6 separate regions of the Mus musculus genome follow, and all the other regions are linked to region 5. Evidence: chromatin contacts called from public Hi-C, HiChIP or PLAC-seq and Micro-C data. All regions are on one chromosome and are shown on one strand. The core of a region is the stretch at or near the end of the contact, and the rest is flanking DNA. Distances in the headings are between cores, read along the strand shown.

The links. A called contact is a pair of places that touch in the nucleus more often than the background predicts. HiChIP or PLAC-seq counts read pairs in DNA pulled down with a chosen protein or histone mark.
Region 1: a contact with region 5 is called in an H3K27ac HiChIP or PLAC-seq map of the NIH/3T3 cell line, with 14 times the contacts expected there. The contact joins two enhancer-like sites. A contact is called at or near these places in 1 of 15 datasets of contacts at CTCF or cohesin (the NIH/3T3 cell line), 4 of 484 Hi-C or Micro-C datasets (the C2C12 cell line, bone marrow-derived macrophages, embryonic fibroblasts and 1 more), 8 of 115 datasets of contacts at active chromatin or transcription factors (the NIH/3T3 cell line, the SCID.adh cell line, astrocytes and 5 more) and 1 of 9 other capture datasets (embryonic stem cells).
Region 2: a contact with region 5 is called in a Hi-C map of bone marrow-derived macrophages, with 16 read pairs. The contact joins two enhancer-like sites. A contact is called at or near these places in 2 of 15 datasets of contacts at CTCF or cohesin (the NIH/3T3 cell line and large pre-B cells), 9 of 484 Hi-C or Micro-C datasets (3T3-L1-derived adipocytes, bone marrow-derived macrophages, embryonic stem cells and 4 more) and 6 of 115 datasets of contacts at active chromatin or transcription factors (the SCID.adh cell line, VIP interneurons, bone marrow-derived macrophages and 3 more).
Region 3: a contact with region 5 is called in a Micro-C map of embryonic fibroblasts, with 5 times the contacts expected there. The contact joins two enhancer-like sites. A contact is called at or near these places in 11 of 39 promoter capture datasets (the 3T3-L1 cell line, 3T3-L1-derived adipocytes, cranial neural crest and 6 more), 2 of 15 datasets of contacts at CTCF or cohesin (large pre-B cells and pro-B cells), 7 of 484 Hi-C or Micro-C datasets (adipose-derived mesenchymal stem cells, bone marrow-derived macrophages, cerebellar granule neurons and 4 more) and 7 of 115 datasets of contacts at active chromatin or transcription factors (T-cell acute lymphoblastic leukemia, astrocytes, bone marrow-derived macrophages and 4 more).
Region 4: a contact with region 5 is called in a Hi-C map of muscle stem cells, with 1.5 times the contacts expected there. The contact joins the promoter of 4930556N09Rik here to the enhancer-like site in region 5. A contact is called at or near these places in 1 of 39 promoter capture datasets (the 3T3-L1 cell line) and 4 of 484 Hi-C or Micro-C datasets (3T3-L1-derived adipocytes, cerebellar granule neurons, muscle stem cells and 1 more).
Region 6: a contact with region 5 is called in a Micro-C map of brown adipocytes, with 7 times the contacts expected there. The contact joins two enhancer-like sites. A contact is called at or near these places in 1 of 15 datasets of contacts at CTCF or cohesin (the NIH/3T3 cell line), 15 of 484 Hi-C or Micro-C datasets (the 3T3-L1 cell line, 3T3-L1-derived adipocytes, brain and 10 more) and 4 of 115 datasets of contacts at active chromatin or transcription factors (bone marrow-derived macrophages, cardiomyocytes, embryonic limb bud and 1 more).

The regions. Positions count from the first base shown.
Region 1 is chr10:96,802,833-96,806,353 of GRCm38.p6, forward strand. No RefSeq gene overlaps it. Among named protein-coding and RNA genes, the nearest start is that of Gm33897, 89 kb to the left of the region's middle. Within about 2 kb of position 1,724, at least 33 of the 459 cell types and tissues checked have an H3K27ac peak or open chromatin away from gene starts, as enhancers often do. A contact at or near this core is called in the NIH/3T3 cell line and neural tube, where this site is marked.
Region 2 is chr10:96,907,726-96,911,456 of GRCm38.p6, forward strand. The region is part of intron 1 of Gm46240; the gene reads left to right. Among named protein-coding and RNA genes, the nearest start is that of Gm46240, 8.3 kb to the left of the region's middle. Within about 2 kb of position 2,161, at least 12 of the 459 cell types and tissues checked have an H3K27ac peak or open chromatin away from gene starts, as enhancers often do. A contact at or near this core is called in bone marrow-derived macrophages and uterus, where this site is marked.
Region 3 is chr10:96,858,624-96,862,507 of GRCm38.p6, forward strand. No RefSeq gene overlaps it. Among named protein-coding and RNA genes, the nearest start is that of Gm46240, 41 kb to the right of the region's middle. Within about 2 kb of position 1,863, at least 19 of the 459 cell types and tissues checked have an H3K27ac peak or open chromatin away from gene starts, as enhancers often do. A contact at or near this core is called in 3T3-L1-derived adipocytes and embryonic fibroblasts, where this site is marked.
Region 4 is chr10:97,033,504-97,037,335 of GRCm38.p6, forward strand. It overlaps 4930556N09Rik (RIKEN cDNA 4930556N09 gene), which reads left to right and starts at 2,265. Exons shown (of 5, transcript NR_045358.1): 1 at 2,265-2,321.
Region 5 is chr10:97,311,731-97,315,156 of GRCm38.p6, forward strand. No RefSeq gene overlaps it. Among named protein-coding and RNA genes, the nearest start is that of Gm34044, 78 kb to the left of the region's middle. Within about 2 kb of position 2,076, at least 387 of the 459 cell types and tissues checked have an H3K27ac peak or open chromatin away from gene starts, as enhancers often do. A contact at or near this core is called in 3T3-L1-derived adipocytes, the NIH/3T3 cell line, bone marrow-derived macrophages and 9 more, where this site is marked.
Region 6 is chr10:96,820,075-96,823,877 of GRCm38.p6, forward strand. No RefSeq gene overlaps it. Among named protein-coding and RNA genes, the nearest start is that of Gm46240, 79 kb to the right of the region's middle. Within about 2 kb of position 2,442, at least 60 of the 459 cell types and tissues checked have an H3K27ac peak or open chromatin away from gene starts, as enhancers often do. A contact at or near this core is called in 3T3-L1-derived adipocytes, brown adipocytes, liver and 3 more, where this site is marked.

The DNA.
Region 1 (3,521 bases), core at 474-2,973, 510 kb before region 5:
GTTAGGTTGTTTTTCAGGGATATGGCCCATGGTAAGTTGCCTATGTCCCTGATGGACAGTCCAATACTCATGCACATCTGACAACATTAATTCAACTAATGTTGGGTTAAAAAATAAGCACATACAGTTGAGAGAGAGAGAGTCTTGGTGGGGGAGATGGTAAGGTGAGACTGGGAGTGAATTTGACCAAACACATCCTATGGTTGTATGAAATTCTCAACTAACAAGTATAAAATATATTTTTAACGATAAACTGATGTATTTTAATAAATCTATGCTGTTGCATAGATTCAACAGTATTTATTGTTGGATTTAGTATGGGGTTTGACCTTGTCCATGTGGTAATTTTCTTATTCCTAAGTTCTTCATTTATTTTATATTTAAATATGCACATAAGAAGAGAGAATTGCAAGATAAACTTCTGTATATGTTTTTTCTCCCAGATTCTACTACTAGCAATATTTTAATTCATTTTCTTTTATCTTTAATTAGCCACTTCTGAATAACATTGTATTGTTATCTGTAGCAATCTAGATATCATGGATCATAACATCTGGGTCAATAAAAGAGACCACAGAGGGAGGAATGGATAGTATATGTCATGGGATGTTTGTGGGAGATATTACTTAAACTTCTGATGAAGAGTTGAACAGATAATGCCAAGTGCTCTTCAGGTCTGCTGTGATGGGTGTGGTGCCGAAAACACCCCTGGCAGCTACAGGGAAGAATAGAATGCTGTGCACAGGAGAGGTGGTTTCTGTTAACTCCAAAAGGCCTTCTCTCAAGCTTTAGAGGGCTAGGACATCTAAAGATAGGTGGTGGAGACATACAGACTGAGGGAGTTTTTAAGTCACAATGGTGAACATGTCTACCTCAGATCCAGCCAGTCAACCAGGAAACTAGGGAAGGTCACTCTTCCACAATATGCTTGCATTATGCATACTAGTGTTTGTTAGCATATATTAATGAGTTTTTTTATGATCCAGCCATGCATGTACATATGTTTTCATCATCTGTATCTCAATCACTCTCTTGTCCCCCCTCCCATCTCTGTTAATCCTGTCTTTTTCACGATTAGCCTCTCCACCCACTTTCATGTCTTGTGGTCATTCTCAGAGTTTGTAGTTGACCTTTTCCTCCCTCCCTCTATTCGGTCCATCATTAAATCTCATAGGTAAGACTCCTCCAAATTTCTTGAGCAATTTCATGTCCCCTCTCCCCACTGTCTCTCAGACAATCAGGCTCTGCTTTTGCTTTTTCCTCATTTGCTTTTCCCTAAACAGTTGCAAATGGGTTCTCACTGGTTTGCCTGCAGCCTCCTGTTAGCCTCCTGGTGCTTAGATACCATCACCAGCAACATCCTAGCTAAACACAAAGAAACCGGTTTTCCCGGCTTACTGCATCTATTATTAAATAATAGAGTTTTATTGCCATCAGTTACTCAGACTCTCAGGGTCTTGTCTCACCATTTCCTTTCATTTGGGCACATGCCTCTACATCGCCATGTTTCACCCATATTAAAAAAAAAATAAAGTTTTGCCATTTAAATACTGTCCGACTTTTTTCGTCCAGAGTCTGCATCTTTATTGCCAAGGGCCAATCCCAGCCTTCAGGGTCTTTTTCTTTTCTCTGCTTAATTGATCCTCTGAGGCCAAAGTCAATGTTACTTCCTTCTGGGAAGCTTTTCTCAACCCCTACCCCTGTCAGAATGAATCACTGTTTAGACAGTGTTTCTGCCACATAAGCCAGGCTTTGTATAATCATGATTTATATTCATTCCCATTTCTCCGCTGGACTCTGACCTCTTTGGAAAAAAAAAAGGTTTTAGTTTGGTTATTCTGGGCTTAGCAAATATTCCCTCGAGGGGCTAGGAGAGTGCTTTTCCCTTGGCCAGCTCTCTTTACATTCTGATGATGTAGGATCATTTTCTTTCATTTGTAAGGTACACTGTCTTCTAGAAGCAAATCACGGTAAATTCTGAACCATCTTTGTCATGACATATAGTTTGACATAGTGCTGAAGTCACCGAACACAACTAATTGTGAGAGGAGCCATAAAATGAGACCACTGCGTGCCCTAGCAGATAGTCACTGTATCATCTGGGAGATTCAGAGCTTTGACTTACTTGTAGACATAAGACATTCTTTTTCTGTTTCTCTTTTTTTTTTCTACATCCATTTATCAAAATATTTTTTTAAACAACCAGAGAGAAGCATGTATAGTTAGGAATAAATTATCGGACTCAGGCAAAAATATGACACTAAGCTGAAGGTATTTCCAGCACCCCAAAATAGGATACAAAAGTCTTGGGAGCTGGAACATAAAATCGGGGAGGAGATATATTAAGAGGCCTAAGACATCAGGTCTTTTAGTTTAATAATATCTCTCGTATGTGGTCTTATGGAGTATTCAGCTTAGATGAAAACTTTTTCGGTGGCTTAGCTGGATTTATGAACCAATGGTCACTCAGGAACAAGAGGGTAAAATCCTTATGTTGTGTGTCTTGGTATCATTTCGAAGCCTCTCAGTTTCCTTCTCTGACATTAACAGAGAATAATCCTTCAAATTACTCATGTGAACTAATGAGACCAGTAATGAAACGGCTAGCTCCGTCATTGCTATGAGTGATGCCCTTTTAGAACACTCATTAAAAAACCTTTCTTGTCCTTCATTATGTGGAACATGCAATCCTGAAGTGTTGTAATTTACAGCAGGGCTAGGTTTCTGCTCTAAAATCCTCTCTGCTTTAACATACAAAATGCTACTTTTTCCATACTTGCATTACTCAAAGAGCAAAAAACAAAGATGAGAAATGAAACAAATTTTGAAGATAATTCTACTCATCTCCTCTAACTTGCCAATCTTTCTCCTAGAAGATGTTAAGAAGCAATACACGTGCCTCACTGAAGGAATAAACACACTCATCTGCAATTATTAGAAGCTACTTTGAAGAAAAAGGCCCACAAAGATAGATGGGCTTTTCCCAAAAGTCAGAATTATGTTTGTTTTAAAAGCAGTTATTGACTTTTCATGAGCAGTATCTCAGGCAGGCCCATCTTTTGTGATGAAATCCTGATGGTGTGAAAAGTTGAGTTCATCTGCATAGAACAGATTACATTGTGATCTGTGAAGACATCCCTCATTCGTACTTCCATACTCTCTGAACTGCTTCCTATGTCAATGATTTGAGTTGCTTACGTAAACACAATGGAAATTTTGCATTTAAATGGAAATAGAAGAATATACAGATGAAAACCTTTTCTCAAAGTACCAAGAATGGGGCCAGTGAGATGTCCCAGTGGATAAAGGTGCTTGATGCTAGGTCTGAGGACAGAAGCTCAACCCTGTAACCCACAGAATAGAACAAGAGAATGAACTCCCACGAGGTTTTCTCTGACTGACACATATGCTGTGGGACATGCCTTACTCTATCACATAAATAAACCAGTCAATAAATCAATCAATAAATATTACAAATTTAAAAAGAAATAGTATACACAAATTTTTGAATCAATAGAGTG
Region 2 (3,731 bases), core at 911-3,410, 400 kb before region 5:
ATATTTTGTGCTTAGTAATTTGTAATTTTAATTTTTAGAATATAGATGTCTCCCCTGTAACAATCATTATAAAATTGGTTTCTTACTGTTGGATTTTTTTCTTGAATTATATTTTTACTTACTCATTTGTTTTTATTTTACCTCCACACTTCAGTGGTAATGCTCCAGTATCTCCACTGAAAACAAGTTCAATGAATTTATGTTTTGAATCCATGTTCATCTGAAAATATGTGTGCTTTTACAGTTTTAAATACCATGAACGGATGTCGAATTCTAAGTTGAAAGTGAGTTTTCCTTGAAAGTTTGACAATGTCATAGTCTCTCTTTAAGGCTCATGTAAATGATGTCATCAGTAATTAGAGGTAAAGTTGGTAAGGCTGAATGACAAGGAAACCATGGAAGCAAGAGGAAAGTTCATACAAGACAGGTCGCCTAAAGTATGTGCTATGAGAACAGGCGGAAGGGCACCTCTGGTTAGAAAAATTGAATACTGCCGAGAAATCTAACATGCCTCACAACCAGTCCTTATCTTCAGCACCAGGTTGGCCATTCTGACTGGACAATTGAGAGTCATCAGAGTGGAAGAGGGTAAGAATTCGTAAAAGGGTAGGCTTGAAAAACTTTTGAGTCATTTGTCTGAGAATATGCAAGGGAAAAGATGACATATCCCCTTGTTTTAAAAGGTTACTAGAATCACTAGATTTGTTAAATGCTAATTTTAAAAAATCTAGTAAGGAAAAGAGACAACTGAATCATAAATGAGCAAACTAAAACAACTCATTAAGGTATTGTGTGTGCAGTGCAGAGAGAGGGACTAGTGAATAGGAGGAATAGGACATTAATTCTATAGTTTCATTAACAAAAACAACAGGATAGATATGGATGAACAGGCTGCAGCTTCTGTTGGGAGAAAAAGAAAGAGCTTATTGACCAGGTATCTTGTAGAATGTAAAATTTGAATCTTTTTGGAGAGATATGGTTAGATGTCTAAATGGCACTGAGAGACCCACTGAAATTAGTAAGCTTAAGTTTTCAATTATCTCAATTATTCTGGTTATACAACTTCCCCCTAAAATCTTCCCCCTAGAATCTTTCAAGGTTCTGACCTGGTTATCTTCATCCGAATTTCGTGAAAGCTATTCTCTGTACCCCAGATGAGGTTGGATGATTCAGATTTCTTCCTATGAGGCCTGCCATTTGACTTTCTACTATGTCCTTGATTTTTTCTTTGTCTTCAAAGCATGAAAGAGCATCTTGCCATGACATGGACAGCTCTGGATGGTCAGGCTTCTTTGACCCAGCCCATGTCACTTCTCTCTGTTTACATTAGTCCAAATGTCAACAACAACAAGCTACATGTGGGTTAACTACCATCCTGACAGTGCAAGGTACTTTCTTTACAGTTAGCAACCAGTGGCCTTGGTTGGAGAGCCTGAGAAGCAGCACATCTTAATGACATAGACAATGTTTAAACCTACATCATCAATTACAGACACCACACTTATTCTATTATCATTATTATTATTGTTGTTGTTTTGTTGTTGTTGTTGTTGTTACATTTATTTTTTCACTACATTGATTCTTTTTTATAGGTCCTCAGGGCTAGAGAACTGAACTTTAGTGTTTCAGGGCTTCTGTGAAATGCAATTATGAACACAATGCAGTAGTTGTGACTGACCAAGTTTGAACGTACTGGCAGTTCTGTTAGAAGCATGAAAAAGAATTTGCAAGTTTGTTCTGGATACGCCAACATTTACATAGCAGTCTAACAAAGGCTGGGGAAGAAAACCAAACTGAACGGAAACCTAGAGGGTCTGACATCGATGAGTTCCAATGTGTCATGTTGTTTCATAGGTAGAGTTAAACATTCTCAATTTGTGTGTCTGTGTGTTTGTGTGAGTGTGTGTGTAAGAGAGAGAGAGACAGAGAGAGGGGGAGAGATAGGCAGAGAGATACACAGAGAGAGAGAGAGATACAGAGACACAGAGGCACAGGGACAGAATCAGATGGGCCAAATGCAACCCCCAGTCACATCAAATAGCAATTTGGAATCATCTATTATCCTTGGAAATAAAAATGTCCTTGATGATGTTTGCAAGATTCCTTCTGGTGGAGTCAGAGGACAAAAACCAGATCACAGCAGGGTGAGCTTCAGAGTGCTTATTAAGCAAGCAGAGCTAACAAATATGTTGGGAATCTTGCAGAAGCTTGACAGTAAAGAGGTGAATGGAGAGGAGAGACTGTGGGTCACAGAGAAGGACATACTCCTTAAGTCTGGAAAGGTATATCCATCCATATGCACTTAAGTATGCATATACTTGTTAGGAGTGATCTTTGAGACAGAGAAACGGGGAGGTTTATAGGAAGACAAAGAAAGGGGAAGAAGGCAAGAAAAGGAACAGAAAGAGGAACAAATGAGACAAGGTCTCTAAAGGGAAATTCAGTGGATGGAGGAGAAAGAGAGAGAGGAAGAGAGAGAGAGAGAGAGAGAGAGAGACAGAGACAGAGACAGAGAGACAGGCAGAGAGACAGAGACAGACAGAGACAAAGACACAGATACACACACACAGAGACAGATAGACTCATACACACACACACTGAAAAATAACAAAAATAAATTATAAAAGATAATAAATAAATCCTCCAGAAGGATGCAAGTAAGTACAACACACTATAAGAATACAGAGACCAAGAAGGAACTCTTTTGTGCTCTCCCATTTTTGTGTGTATATGTACATGTGCACATGTGTGCATAGAGGTCAGAGGTCAACATTAGGTGTCTTCCTCAATTATGGTCCACCTTACTTAATCATTATTTATTTTTCCATTTGGTTATTTATTTATTTATTTATTTTATTTATTTATTTTTGAGACAGGGTTTCTCTGTATAGCCCTGGCTGTCCTGGAACTCACTTTGTAGACCAGGCTGGCCTCAAATTCAAAAATCTGCCTGCCTCTGCTTCTCAAGTGCTGAGATTAAAGGTGTGTGCCACTACCACCCAACTGGTTATTTAGTTTTGAGGCAGGGTTTCTGTGGTATCTAGTGCTCACTGATTCTATTAGACTAGGTGTACATTAAGCCCCGGGGGATCCTATTTCCACTTCCCCAAGTACTTTAGCAACTGAGTCATCTCACCACTGTTGGACCAGAAAATTCCATTCACCAGGAGTGGTGAAGATATCACAACCAGCACAGCTTGAGTCCTGAAACCATGATTTAGCGTTGGTGAAGGAATGAAGAATGGATAGCCACACCGAGACATATACAGAAAGACTGAGGTCCCTTGGAGTGTATGCATTTGGTCTGAATGGGACTTACTACTGCTATGAACTCAGAACCTCGGTATATTTTGAGTGCAGCAAAGGGGTATGAGTTGGGGCTTAGTCTTGGTAGGAAGTTTCTGTAGGTAAGCTGTTTCAGACTGTAAATATGCTGGAGGAGGAGGGGGCTGTAGTTGCTAGTTTATGTATCTACTGATCTATAAACACTTGAACTTGAACACCCAGGGAAAGTTTTGGTGTGCCTTTAAGCCTAGCCCATATGGGGAATGGTTTGACTAAATCTCTATGGATCCAATGCTTCAAGTCCTTGCCCATGGGCAAGTGTACATAATTGCTCAGGGTGGCTCTGCTCCTTACAGTGAGGGCAGAGGCATTAAGTCAGGGATTTACAGAGCAGGCTCTGAAGGAGCAGGGGACAGGAAATATTGAGGAACCCAAGGGAATGGTTC
Region 3 (3,884 bases), core at 613-3,112, 450 kb before region 5:
AAACTAAAACTATATTTATAAAAAGCAAAAAATATATTAAGTATCTTTTAAAAGTTATCTTTAAACATCAAATACCAAGCAAGATCCAGAATAGGACATAGAGAAATTAATGAATGATTTGAGCTATGTTCTTATGTCTACATTTGAAAAAAAATCATTCATTAACAAAAAGCATAAAAACTATTAGAAATGTAACACATAATATGATCATTTGTGCTGTCTGCAGTTAACTTCATGCTAGGAATTACAAGATTTAAAACAGTAATGTATTCCAAAATATAAACCAATATGGAATTACCTATAATTTTTCCAATCAATATAGATTATCTCCCCTAAAATAAATGAATAGTTGAGTTTTGGGAATAGATAGTAAAACTGTTGTAATATTTTAGCATTTCTTGGCTCACAATCATCCTTTATGATATTAATTTTAGTTATTCAGCACAATGTCAACTCCTTATATTTCAATGATATATAAATTCTTCAATGTCCCCTATGTTTTCTGAAGGAGAAAGTAATATTTACCTAGAGTCTGCATTATGCAAAGAACTGTTCCTGCCTGCCATCTTGTTTCTTTCCCAAAAAAGTCTTTCAATACATGTCCTTTTACTTAAAAAAAAAAGCTAAAAATATAGGAGGGAAGAATACACTGTAGGATTGATTCTAGGTTTTAGCATGTAGTGGACAAGTGTTTTATAATACAGTTACCTTGCCAGCACTTACATATGGAGCTTTGGAAAAATTTACTCCTTACCTAATATATAGATGATATTTTTTTCTGCCTTTTAACTTTCTCATAATTTCCCTTTGAAAATTAATAGTTTCAAGGTTAACTCACGGTCAATGAGAACATAAACGTTCCATCTTTTATTTCCCATTATAATCTTCATCATTCTGCTCATAGACATTAGAAGGATAGGCTGACTTTTCCCTTTTCCCCTTTGAATTAAATTTGGATGCTTAGTTTGGGGCGGGGTGGGGGAGATACCAAAGGTCTCTGTGGTGGCTGGAATATGCTTGGCCCAGGGAGTGGCATTAGGTCATGTGGCCTTGTTGGGGGACATGTTCCACTGTGGGGGTGGCCTTTGAGACCCTCCTCCTAGTCACCTGGAAGATAGTCTGTCCCTGGGTAACTCAGCTCCTCCTGTGCCTTGCCTGCCTGGAAACTGCAATGCTCCTGGCTTGATGATAACAGACTGAACCTCTGAACCTGTAAAAAAGCCGTAATTAAATGTTGTCCTTTATAAGAGCTGCTTTGGTCATGGTGTCTCTTCAAAGCAATGGAAACCCAAGACAGTAGTTGGTACCAGGAGTTGGGTATTGTGATAGGCCTGACCATGCTTTTATATTTCTACAACTGATTTCTGAATCTTGGGTTTAGTTCAAATATATATATATATTTCTAGAAATTTTTCTTTCTTGAGAAAGTTTTAGAACTTAGCTTGAGTATCTATAGTACATGCTCCCAACTAAAAACATATCAGGATGTCCAGAATGACATATAGTAAGTAGGCCTTAAGGATTAGACATTTAATGATGTTCAGAGCAGAGTTGAAAGCAGTACATTTCCTTTGGCAAATTCTAGCTTGTGTGTGTGTGTGTGTGTGTGTGTGTGTGTGTGTGTGTGTATGTGTGTGTGTGTGTGTGTGTTAACAGATATTCTATGTCCAGAAACCCCCTCTACTGGATTCTTGAAAATAAGAAACATCACAGAATATTTCATTGAGTCTGCCGGAGTAAATGACTCTAAAGCTAGGTAGCTGATGTTTTGGAAAAACCTTTGAATATCAAGGCTGTAAGAGGTCCTTCCCTCTGTTCTCAGAGATCAAGGATAGGAACTAGGGCTGTTTATTGCATGAAGCCCAAACCCAGATGGTATTTTTAGATCCGTGCTGGTATTTGCCTTTTACAGTACTTTCTTGCTTGAATGAGTCACTCTGTGTCTAAAATTTCCTTGCATTCAGGGACTAAATAGGTCAAGGCTAAATAAACAATACTACCAGATGACCATGAAAAATATCCAATCATTCAGCAATCTAATCAGTATTCCAGTTCAGGAAATCTGGTGTGATTGCTCCTTTACATTTATGGTCTGGGAGGCATCTAGTGGGCAGTAGTCCTAGATACTGAGAATACGACCCATTTGACTTTCTTAGAACACACAGAAGCCACATAGTCCTTTATATGGAATGCATCCACTTGGGGCTTAGCCTAGAAGAGGCCAACCATTTCTGGCTCTTGTTTGTTTAGAATCTAGAAAGCAAGTCATAGGAAGTCTTTGCTTTACAATGCTTTTGTTACAAACTGGCTTACCTATTTGCCAACTATGTCCAAGTGGAGCTTGAAAATCTTGATGATTCTACGTTTCCAATGGTATGAATGTGGTTTCTAAAATAATGGGGTAGTCAAATGGGATAGTTTTAAAAATTGGAGTTTAACTCAGCCTTAAATAGGGTGTTTTATCAAACTTCTCTCCTCAAGGTTCAGGGATCTGTGCAGGAGAGAAGGCAGGTAGACTATGAAGACCCAGAGGATGGTGGGTGATTCTAAGAAACCAGCATGATCCAGACACATCTGGGCTGATGAACATATGAACACACAGAGACTGTCACAGCATGCTCATGGTCCACACAGGTTCAAACCAGACAGAATCCTAGCACTGATAAAGGGAAGAAGACATAAAGTCCCATCCCTAACCAAGATGCAATCTGCAACTGATACCTGATGAGAAAGGGAAAGGTCAGTTTTCTCCAATGGAGAATCCAATGAGCAGCAGAAATTTGGGTGGGTAGGGACCGAGAGGAGGATCTAGGGGGAGTTGGGGGTGGGGAAAGAATGATCAAAATATATTGTATGAGCAAAAATTTATATGAAATTAAAAAAAGGCTTTTACAAATTTGATAAGATGGCCAGATAAGTGCAAACAGGCAAACGGTTCTCCCACAGAGAAAGGGTTAAACACAGATGTTGTCGGTTTGACCAAAGCCCTCTTTCTAGAAATCTTTCATAAGGGAGACCTGGCAGACATTATGTAAATTCCATAATATCTAACCCACAAAATGGTAGTGTGCTGTCTGAGGTCTATTGTATGCCAGGGTACATTTGTTTAGATTAAAATGAAAATAATGAAGGGATCTCAGTTTTTAAGGCAGACATCTGAGACATTTAAAACTACTTCCCCGCACATATACTCCTAACTCTAAGGTGCTATTTATTGGATGGGAATGAACTTATCTGAGACTGTTATACTTACTGTATTTCAGAATAATTTCTCAATTTGGGGCTGAGATTTAAAGACTATGTTTCATTTTCAGAAGCCGCGATATTAAGTCAAGCCTTCAAACATAAGATACGAAACAATCTTTTAAAAGTAGGTTTGAGATATATACAAACAAAAATGAACAAAATAATGTTTCTATTGTTTTACAATCTCTGAACAGATTTGTGTGCTTGGGTTACATGTTCTCAAAAATACGGTAATTATTCATTCTTCAGATTTAGAAAGAATGGGTCTTTTAAAAGCTTTTCATAAAAAGCATTAGATAAAATTTAGAAAAATAGTCTCTTGTCAGCCTAACACTTTGCACCGGTCTCAGCATGAGTCTGATTAAAGTCTTTTCCGTCTGCATTTTGCATCTGTATGTGTATGTGAATATTAATGTTTTTTTCTTTTTTAGAATTTTGAAAACAATGTTTAGCTTTTAATGTTTTATTTAAATAATTCATATAAAAGGAAAAATATCACGGCACCTGATGACTCTTGTGAGACCAGTTTGACACAGTTCAAGGCTTGACACAAAGGCTGTGGAGAAAAAGGAAGAAATGATCCAAGTAGGTGACAGATAGATGGTGGTGTGCTGTTCATTAGGAAGGGCGCATGCAAG
Region 4 (3,832 bases), core at 1,015-3,514, 280 kb before region 5:
CATAAACCTTTATAGGTTTGTTCATGAGAGATACTATCTGTTGCCTTAATAAAATATTGCTTTTGCTAGAATTTGATATAATAATTAATTACTTCATCAAAGTTATGAAGTTTTCTTCAAAAATATTTCTAGTATAATTTACATAAAACATGATTTATTTATTACATATTAAGTAGGTTTATCAAGTACAGTTATATGGACTTGGGTTGTTCTTTTTTTTTAACAAATATATGACCACTCTTATCAGTTGAAAATGTATAAATTATGCTATAATACTCCCTAATGGATACACTGACTTGTGAGGGCAACTGGCTGAAGGAACTCTGTAACACTGAAGACGTTTTGTGGAGGAAAGAGAAAGGCAGGAAGAAGAGCATAAACTTAATACAATCAGAATGTATTATTTACTCATGAATTATGGCAGCGGAAACAGTATGCAAGTTTTCTTTATTTTCTTATACTTACAACATAGGTTTTTTAATAAAAATATTAATTATAGTAGCTATATAAAAGCTGTAAAAGTGGAGCGCTCAAGGACCATAAAATAAATATTTCATATTAGTACTGACATAATCAAAGTAGTATACATTTCCAGAAATTAAAATATTTTATGCATTCCTTCACACACCTATTTATAAATTCATGGAATTTTTTTTCTTTGTTCTTAAATACCCTTTGCTGAAAGTATTTTATGTGCAAGGACCTACTAAAGGCCTTTAACATTAATGAAAGAAATTAAACACTTTAAAATAAAGACCAGAGTAAGAAAGCAGGTAGGTAAGTATGAGATTGAATAAATTCACTGCAATCTTCTAATGTAAGAAACAGGGAGCTAGGTGTTATACAGACTAATCTTGGTATGATTTATGCTAGGAGCTCTGAAATGCGTTAACATGGATTGGATGAAAGTTGAAACCGTAGTGACATAAAGGGATATTACACAAGCAGATTTCCAGGGAAAATAGTTTATGTGAAGGAAACAGCTCGTGAATAAAGTAGCATGATGGAATAAACTGGGTCCCAGGAGCTCTGAGGCCAGGGTAGCTGAAGCATACAGAGATACAGGCTGGAAAAAACAGAAACAGACCGGTCAACCCTGAGGTCATGCAGGTGACTGCATATGACGTCCTTGGGGCGCTGGGCAGGTGTTTGTTATAAAACTATCAAGATTTTGCCAGTGTTTTTCTAATACAGATTTGTAAGCTCTGCTGATGTTGGTGGTGGTGGTTTTTTTCTTGTAAATATGCTAGATGTTGAAATCCGGCATAAAGTTACCAGATATTGAGCTTTCTTGCTGTCTGAATTGCCTGTAGCAAAAGATTGTCAACCTAACAGCCAACTGGATCATCTTGAGGCCAGCATCTCCCATCTTGAACAATGCGCGTCCCTTGAGACAACTGTGTGGAACCATAGCTGATTGCCCCGGCTCTGGAAAGCACAGCAGAGCCAGGTCTATTGGAAGCAGTTTGTGGCAGATGACTCTCCCACTGTCACAAGCCCTGATGAACGCTGGGTGACCTTGCAATTTGAGCAGGAAAGACACTTCCACCTGTGGAGAGAGACTTCTGCAACTGGTGCTAAGTGGCTTTGAATGCTTCAAACAAGTGGCTGTGGTTGGTCCAAACACCCTCCTGGGCCATCTAAGCAGTAAGTTTGGGCTGACTCAGGCATGAAGTCTGCTGGCAGTTCTTTCTTGCGCTCTGCTGTCCCTCCATCAGTCCTAATGAAGGCTTCTGTCAAGTGATGTTTCTTACCTGCTTTTGAAGTTCAGTTGAGCTGGATGAACAAAGGAAAAAAACCAGCAGAGATAAGAGAGGCAATGGCAAAAGAGGTGACAGCTAAGCAAGACCCTGAAGCTTCAGAGGTGCCCCAGTGGCTCTTGCCCGTCTGCCAATTCCATATGCTGGACTTCTGAACAGTGCCCTTGTGTCTGGCCTGTTTCCCAACTCTGTTCCCGGCTTCCCAGCACAGAGTCTGATCAAACAGCATGTTCTGGTGATGGATCGTGTGCAACGACACCGTCTACACTCCGAGCTCCCATCCTTAGCAAATGACTTGAGTCATCCTGGCTAAGCTTAGGTTTCCCAGTTTCCAAAGATCCGCTGGAGGCTCAGGTTTTCAAGGGTAGCGATTTCCCTGTCTCACAGCCAAACACATTTGTAGCAGGAGTACTTATCTCAAGTCATCCCCGCAGCTGCCAGCGAGTTATGGAAGGGGCTAAGCAGCCAGCAAGCCTGACAACCGGAAGCAGCAGCTAGCTGAGCAGTTCCGGGATAGCCATGGAGACGGAGAGTTGAAGTAAAAAGGTAGCAAAGACCATGGTGAGCTGACAAAAGACTGCAAGGAGCTGGAGAGGATGGCCTGCACGATTGTTCCAGAGAGCACTCAAGACAGCAGGGTCGAGGGTCTTAGATCCCAGGCTGAGAGCTGAAACTTCAGCTATTGACAAGGGATCCTGATACCTGTGCCACTGAGGGACACTAGAGAGAGTTACTTGGGGTTGCTTCTGACAGCCTACGGCCACTGCTCACTGTTGTCAAATGAGAGCTGTTAAAATCCAGCATTTGAAGAACTTCTTTTCTTTTCTTTTCTTTTCTTTTCTTTTCTTTTCTTTTCTTTCTTTTTTTTTTTTTTGTCTAAATTATTTTTACTGGATATTTTCTTTTCCTTTCTTTTTTTGTTGGATATTTTCTTTATTTACATTTTAAATGCTGTCCCCTTCCCCGCTGCCCTCTAAACCCCTTATCCCTCCTCCTTCCCCTGCTTCCTCCCTACCCACCCACCCACCCACCCACTCCCACCTCCCTGACCTCAAATTCTCCTACACTGGGGCCTCAGGGCCTCTCCTCCCATTGATGCCTGATAAGGCCATCCTCCGCTACATATGTGGCTGGAGCCATGGGTCCCTCCACTCATTTTCTACGAAGAATTGCTTTTCAGGCAGGGAAGAACCCTCAGCCAGTAGAGCAGTTATGAGACCAAGAACAGTACCCTGTAGGAAAGTACTGGGAACAGTTCTGGCCTCAGCAAAGGTGTGTAATCACATGTCTGTGTCCTAAGAGGAAAAAGAAAAGATTAAATCAAAAGCTTTGAGGGAAAGAAAACTGAAACGTTTTGTGTGGATTGTAGAGCTGGATGCCTAATGGATATTCCAGTAGAAATATGAAATGTGTGTCAGTATGGGTGATCCCAGAGTAGGAGAGAGAGTCAGTCCTCGCGTTCATTCATTGTAAAGCCTACAAAAATCTATTACATCTTAGGTAACAGTTTTAGCAATGGGAATACAGAAGTAAAGAGAATCTAAGATCATCTCTTAATTAAAAGTTACTTTCATAGATGCCTATAAACATAGCTTGATCATACATCCTCACTGCCCTCTCTTGATTCTGCCTTCCTTGGCTGCTACTGTTGCTTTCTCCTCCTCCTCCTCCTCCTCCTCCTCCTCCTCCTCCTCCTCCTTCTCTTCTTCTTCTTCTTCTTCTTCTTCTTCTTCTTCTTCTTCTTCTTCTTCTTCTTCTTCTTCTTCTTCTTCTTCTTCTTCTTCTCCTTCTCCTCCTTCTCCTTCTCCTTCTCCTCCTTCTCTTCTTCTTCTCCTTCTCCTCCTCCTCCTCCTTCTCCTTCTCCTTCTCCTCCTTCTCCTTCTCCTTCTCCTCCTTCTCTTCTTCTCCTTCTCCTCCTCCTCCTTCTCTCCCTCCCTCTCCCCATCCTTCCTTCCTTCCCTTCTTCTTTCCTTCCTTCTTTCCTTCCTTCCCCCTTCCTCCCTCCTTTCTGCATAGTTATATATCTATTTTCATGTCCTTTCCTTCTTTAGGTCTAGATTCTCTCTAAAGTA
Region 5 (3,426 bases), core at 826-3,325:
TATGGGGTCCTTATCCCCTTCTGGCCTGCAATCCTTCCTCCTATTCTCCCGTAGGAGTTCCCAAGCTCCATGTACTGTTTGGCTGTGGGTGTCTGAAACTGTCTCAATCAGCTGCTGGTTGGAGCCTCTCAGAGGACAAGATGCTCCTGTCTGAAGCATAACAGAGCATCTTTAGTAAAATTAGGGATTGGTGCTTGCCAATGGGATGGGTCTGGCATGGGGGGCAGCTGCAAGGCCTGGGTTTGAGCAAGTAAGGAACTCAGCCAATGCATGGAATAAGGCAGTATACATACGGTGGCCCAACACTCTTCCACTGACACCACCTCATGCTATTTCTATTAAGTCTCTTGGGCTCTCTACGACAATTATACCTACTGGCTAAATGATCAGTTTCTCTAGCTGCTGTTAGGCCAACATGATTGAGCAAACTTCATAAAACTCATGACAGTCCTTAAGGGAATAGACCTTGTTTTTGGAGCTGTCGAATGCTGAATACGTGCAGGCAGGCATACACACAGTCTTCTGGGAATGTAGCTGTTTGGAAATATAGTTAATCAGTAGGTTTTATTCTTTGCCTTTTAGTTCCTTATATGCTGTGTACAACGCATTATAATTGAGTGTCATAGAAAAAGAAAGGCACAGGACGCTTCCAGTTTTGTATGTTTGCTAGATGAATATGAACAGGGGAAAAAAGTCCATTACTGGCTCCAATATGTACTTTGGAACAATACTTCACAAATAAATATGTTATGCTTTTTCTCAAACAGAAAATGTTTGGGCATTGTTAGTTTATCATGCCCAATTAGACTATAAACGTTTGTTCCTCTTTTACTCAGAAGCGGGGTTATTTTAGATGCCACACCCACACCAGGAGTAAAGGTTTCTTAAGTTTTGCTTATGTGTCCTGTACCGTGAAATCTACGCTCAAGAGGAAAACAGTGTGTTGAACTGACACTTTCCTCTGTGGTTAATATGTAAGCCACGTATTATCTGAATTGTTTTGCCAAAACACGTCTGGCTGGGTACATTACACAGGTCACTCGCATATACATATTGGAGACAATAAGGTATCCGTAACAGCGTTGTGTGCTCACTCTTTTCATCTAATTTAAAATCGCGACGTGGTTTAGGAAAAGCTCTCTTAAGTCACAATACCAAGTTATTGCAGCAACATTTGTCCTCCGTGGCACTAAATTCCCTGTATAGTAAATTGTGTTTTCGGTTGCTTTGTCCCATAGTGTTGATCATAAGCCGTACTTAAGGATTTCAAACGGCGACAGCGCCCCCTCACCCCCCCCCCCCAAACCCCTTTTTAGTCCTAAGCTAGAAGTACCTATCAAATCCTATTTCTTTCCTTAAAGACACACAGGAAAGCGCCGCGGAAGAGATTCGTCGACTGTGCAACAGCGACCCCTGGCGGCCCGATGCTCGCAAGGCCTTGAGCACCCAGAGCTGTCTCTAATCAAGTCCCTCTTTGTTTTCCATATCTGGAGAGCGACCCGGAACTGTCTTTGAGAGTGTGGGCTGTGTTTGATACCCACAATCTAAAGCTCAAAGTTTCAGGATCTTCACTACTCACGGCGTACAACTCATGGGTCTTTGTTTTCTTTTTGTGACATTTAATGAAATGAGTTTTGTAGTTGGGTTTTGTCCCTTTCTCCTTGCCAGCGAATCACAACAACAAACTTGCACATTAGTAAAAAGCCTTTGATGGCTTTTGTCTGTTTGGGAGGAGAAAATGCCTGAAAAGTAAGTAAAGGTCTCAGGGAGGTGGGGGGAAGGAAAACGAGTATTGCTTGTAGCACGAACACCCATATGATTCATCGGTAGAAGCTGAGCTCTGGCTCCATTTCTTTTGTAGATTTCCCGGCTCCCCTCACCCCACCCCCCGCTTTGTTCCGCTTCAAACCTTTCAGAGGGCTGAAATGCATTATTACCTTGTTAAATCTCTACCCAAATCATTTCTACAGCCCGAAGCTGTTTTGACGTGGGTTGAGCATCTCTCTCTCACACACATACACACAAAAGAATTGCTTTTGTTCCCAGACGCTCTCATTGGCTGAACGGCCTCCCTTTCGGGCCAATCAGAATCTAGTTGTCAGGCTTGGCAGGCTATTTTTAACCCAACACACAAAACCACTGGGTCTTGGAGGCAGTCCGCGGCAGAATGAAAGTCCCCATAGTAAAAGGCAGCAGCTGAATGTATTTTGGATGTCACGGCGTGTTTGACATTTTCTCTTTAATTCCATATACACTGTTACATTAGCATGTGCTTTTTCGTAAACAACTAACTCAGAAATGGACCTGCGTTTTCACAAGCTCTGTATTACCCTTTTAGGAAGAGAAAGCCTAAAATATATTGTATTCAGACTTGATCCAAAAACATTTCATAGTGTGTGGACGTATTAAACACACACACACACACACACACACACACACACACACACACACAGTTTCAATACGAGTGTGAAGGTGCTTTTAACAAGGGATTTTTGTAGATTTTCATTTTGGGTTGACAAAATTTTCATCAGTGACTGAATGAGAGTTACAATAATATCCATCTTTCTCCCTTACCGCATTCAATATGTATATAATTACTGCAACATGTATACACTTTATGTGTGGCATCTAAAATTATAAATACTCAGTGTGGGGTATTTTTGTGGGGGTATTTAGATAAAGCATGGTTTGCAGCATATTCAACCGATTGTTCAGTGGGGGACTTTTTTTTTTTAACCTCCCTAAATACACTTTAAGTGACAAGGCATCAAAACACATAGTTTGTAAATTATCTAACATATCCAGGAAACGAAAAGTTGCCAGATGTGAAAATACCAGGTTGTAAAGTTTGATTCACCCCCCAACCCCCGAGCCTTCCGTTTAATAGGCCAAAAAGCAGAAAAAGCTAAGTTGATCTCAAAATATATATCACAAAGCAATTTATTGGCAGAAAAATGAAACTATTTCCTGCAAAGGAAAGGGGGGGTTGTGGAGGCCTAAATAAGAAAGATGTTAAGAATCTCCCCTGGTTCTTACAAGAGATTTTTAAATTGTAGATTTGCCTAGTATTTATTTATCCAAGCTTGGCGATATGACTTTATTTGTTGTTCTTTGTTCATCTCCTGAAAAAGGCCTGTTATTTTTTGTTGCAAACCACGAAAGTGTCATTTAAACATGGTGTCAGGCAAGTGCAGAAATCCCGCAAAGGCTCCTGGGAGACATGGCTAGGATCCTATTCAAAGATGCAGGCGTTCTTCAGGAGAGAGGCTTCCATAACAAAAGTAGCCAAGGATAAGGAAAAGTTTACACAAAAGTTCTAGCAGAACTGTGGAGAACAGTCAAGATGTAGGGAAGGTGTGTACCTTGCCTTAGCAGATTTCACTGTTGGGGAGAAATGTCCCCTGCTTTTCTGATGGTGAATTTGAA
Region 6 (3,803 bases), core at 1,192-3,691, 490 kb before region 5:
AAATATCTAATTAAATAATTTAAAAAAAGAGCTGGAGAATGGAGAGGATGCTGGTAGCTTTTCCCATTGCTGTGACAACATTGTTGCATAAGGCAACAAGAGGAAGGGTTTGTTCTATTTCAGTTTGAGAGAGCAGTCCCTTATGCTAGGGAGAACCAGTCAGCAGGAATGAAGGAGCTGGTCCCACTTTGTGAGAAAAATTATGCTTAGCTCACCATCTCCTGAACTCAGCCTAGAGAACGGAAAGGGGCCTCCCATACTCACAGAGGGTCTTCCCAATTCAGATAACCCAATTGAGAAGCTCTCTCATACACAGGCCCAGAGCTCTATACTCTAGATGGTTTTAGACTTTGTTAGGTTGACAGTCACAGGGAGGCCAAGTGAGCAGGAGTGTGAGAGCACTTACTCAGGGATCTCTGGTGACAGTGCCTGTAGGCAGACCAGCACTGGCCACCTCTACATAAACATGGGGGGCTAGAAGCTTCAAAGTCATCTCCTGCAGGAGGATCTAATTGAGGACTGTATGAGAGAACAAGGATTGCTGATGCAGACAATGCCAGCCAATTGGGAACTGCTGTTTAGAAAAGATGCTTTCTTGGGACCCATGGGCACAGGTGGAAGGTATTTATGGACCTTGCAACAGTGTTCAGACAAGCTTTCACCTGCTCCTGGAGTCTGTGTCTTTGATTCCAGGCTACCTCACCTCCAAGCCTCAAGGGCAGGTAGGGTCAGGCAACAAGTAGTCCAAGGTACAGACAGCAAGTGCCAAGAATGTTGAAGGATGCCCAAAGTTTTCCAGGTGTCAGTCACCAGATTTCACAAAGCAGCAAGACAGACAAACAATATGCAACCACACAGAAGAGAAGGGCCAATGCATATAAGAATAAATGTTATGCCTCACTGCCCGTCAAGACACACAATCTAGTGTGCTACCTACTCTTTACATAGGCAGAGATATAGGAAACCCATGTTATGGTTAGTTGTATGGGTGTAAGACCCACTGGGAGGGTGGCTGTGTTTGCACTAGGCCGAGCATTTCGAAACACTGCACAAAGCAAGTTTGAAGCTTCTCATCATCAAGAAATGACCAATGTTTGAGAAGATGCATTAAAACGGATCTAAACATCACACATCACACAATGTAGTCGCGGATTAATGCACAGTATGGAAACTCGTTCCCACATGCTTTTATATGTTGGATAAAATAAAAGTGAGAAAATTTTAAAGGAAGAAGAAACTGAATATATGCCACCAGCACATCTGGACTAGCACATCTGGACTAGCACATCTGGATGGTTAATATGACCTTAGAGGCAACCACTGGGCAAACCTCACTAGACGTTCTACAGGGCGTACACTGGCTTTGTTTATCGTAGCAGAACATATCAGACGCTATGACCTTTGGCTTGAACTAGAAGTAAGTCTTTACTCCGCCATGTGCTCCCCTTCCCTACATTTTATCCAACAGAATAGAATTGCCTAGATTACATTCTTATCCTCATTGGTCTGTACCAGCAACATTTGAGAGTCACTATTGCCCTGGCAATGTTCCTGGTTTTGCTCCAAGATTCCTTCCGCCTGTCCATCTTCTGCAGTGCCACCAGAGAATAGTATTTCATTAACCTAAATCATACGATGTAATTTTTCCTGCTTAAAACTGTCACATCAAGACTTTGAGTTATTATTATTGTTATTGTTATTGTTATTATTATTATTATTATTATTATTATTATTATTATTACAAGGCTTGGCTCCTGCCTACCTTCCCTTTTCTCCTGGTGTCTCAAGACTGACCTCTACCTTAAAAGCTAGTATTCCTAACTGGCATTTCCAGGACAGAGGAAACTGTCACTTCCAACTTTCTCTACTTGCAGCTTGCTTTGTCATCTTTAGGTCACAGACAGTTCATCTGACTAGTTGTCTCCAGCTAGGCCAAAGTCTCCTCATAAGTTGCAAAAGTTTTCAAATATTGTCATAAATTCCCATGTATCCAGGACACCAGAGTCTGGCCTCTGCTCTAGAAACTGCTTTACCCACATGGCTCTGTTCCAGAGACACCACTATTTTCTCCGTTTGGACATTTAGAACAAGCCCCAATTCTAAGCCTCTGCCTTGTGTTCATGGAACACCTCAAGCTAAATTTATATTTTCATGACTTTGCTTCCTTTTCTGGACTCTGTCTCGTCTCCAAATTGTCAGTGGTTTCTGCTCTTCTCATTTGAGTGGCCACATGATTATGGGAACTTCCAAGGTAGGAGAAGAGCTAGTTATTAAGATGAGGCCTGTAGAGTTGGGAACAACTTATTAGTAGCTGGGTGTGGCCCACGCAAACCTGGCTCAGAATCACAGCTCTTCAGCTTGAATTCACCCTGGGGAAGAGGCTCAGCTAGCAGCTCTTTAAAGAGCACAGGCTTCAGTGCCAGCTGTTTTCCTTGTAAAACAGCTGACCAGTTTTGCTCGGTGCAATCAGAGACTTGGGTTCCTTCCCACGAGGGAAAACCGTTGACCCATTTCAGTTAGTACTGCAGAAAAATTTCCATGGGCCCAAGAGAGGTTCTTGGGAAATAAGATAGGTATCCATTCATTGTATAAAGTGACAGGCAAGGCTTGTCATTTTTCACCATTGTAAGAAGTCAGAGGCAATAAACACATGCAGGAAATTGTGGTGGTATCTCCCCCCCACAATTGCTTCTGGAACTGTTTGTTTCTTTACAAGCTTGTTATTCACTAAGCAATCAATTTTAACTCCTCCTTTGCCCTAGTTCCTGGAAACCCCTAATCTTGCCATCTTTATAGATCTGCCTATTTTGAAAATTTCAAATACATTAAACTATACAACCTCCAACTTTTTGTGTCTGCTTCATTCATGTGAGGTATGAGTTCCAGTTGATTTGTCTGTGGCATGCACCTCCTTCATGCATTCCTTCCTTTTAGTAGTTGAATAATATTCTACTGTGTGGGCAGGCCACATTTTTTTTTTATATCCATTCATCTGTTGATGTGCATTAGGGTCATTTCCACCTGCAGGTTATTACCCTGAAAGTTGCTGTTATGGCTGTTTGTGCCCTAGGTTTTATTTGAACATCTGTTTCCAATGATTTTTGGTGTGACTAGGAGTGGAATTGGAGGGTCATATGGTTCGGGAAAAAAAAAAAGATCCTTGTTTAACTTTAGTGAGGGAACCATGAAACTTTGTTTTTTCTCTAGTGGTTCAACAATTTTACATTCTAACGAGTTACGAGGAAGGATGGGTTTGGGCAAATCCTAAGAACACCATACAAAGTGTTTATATCAATAAGTGACTCATTAAAGACATTTACATGATAAGGAAGAACATCAACTCAGATTCTTAAAGTGAGATAAAGTTATCCCTCCTTCTTGGTTGAACAGACCATGATGGCTAATTATGAGTCAGTTCTGGAAAGTTCCGAGAGCAGCGTGTCAGGGCATCTACACAGAAGATTATTGGTGTAAGGTTTTTGAAATAGCCACACGTCAGCTGTTCAGAAATACAGATTCGCACTGTCTATGGCTGAGTTCTGCTTGGCTCCAGTGACACTGTTTCTGCTGAGCTTGAAAACCTCTTAAACCTGTCATTGAAAGGTAATATGTTCTTTTCTGGCTTGAATCACAACAGGGAATTCAAACTTGTAGTTCCTTTTGGAGCCTAAAGTCATTTAAAGTCAAATCACCTATGAGGATAAGCAGGGAGCTGTTTCAGGTCTGAACCCCCTCAGCCTTCCCGGAAGTCATGCCATTGGAATGCACAAGCTTGGTCGTTATTACCTCTGGGTGGCGTTCGC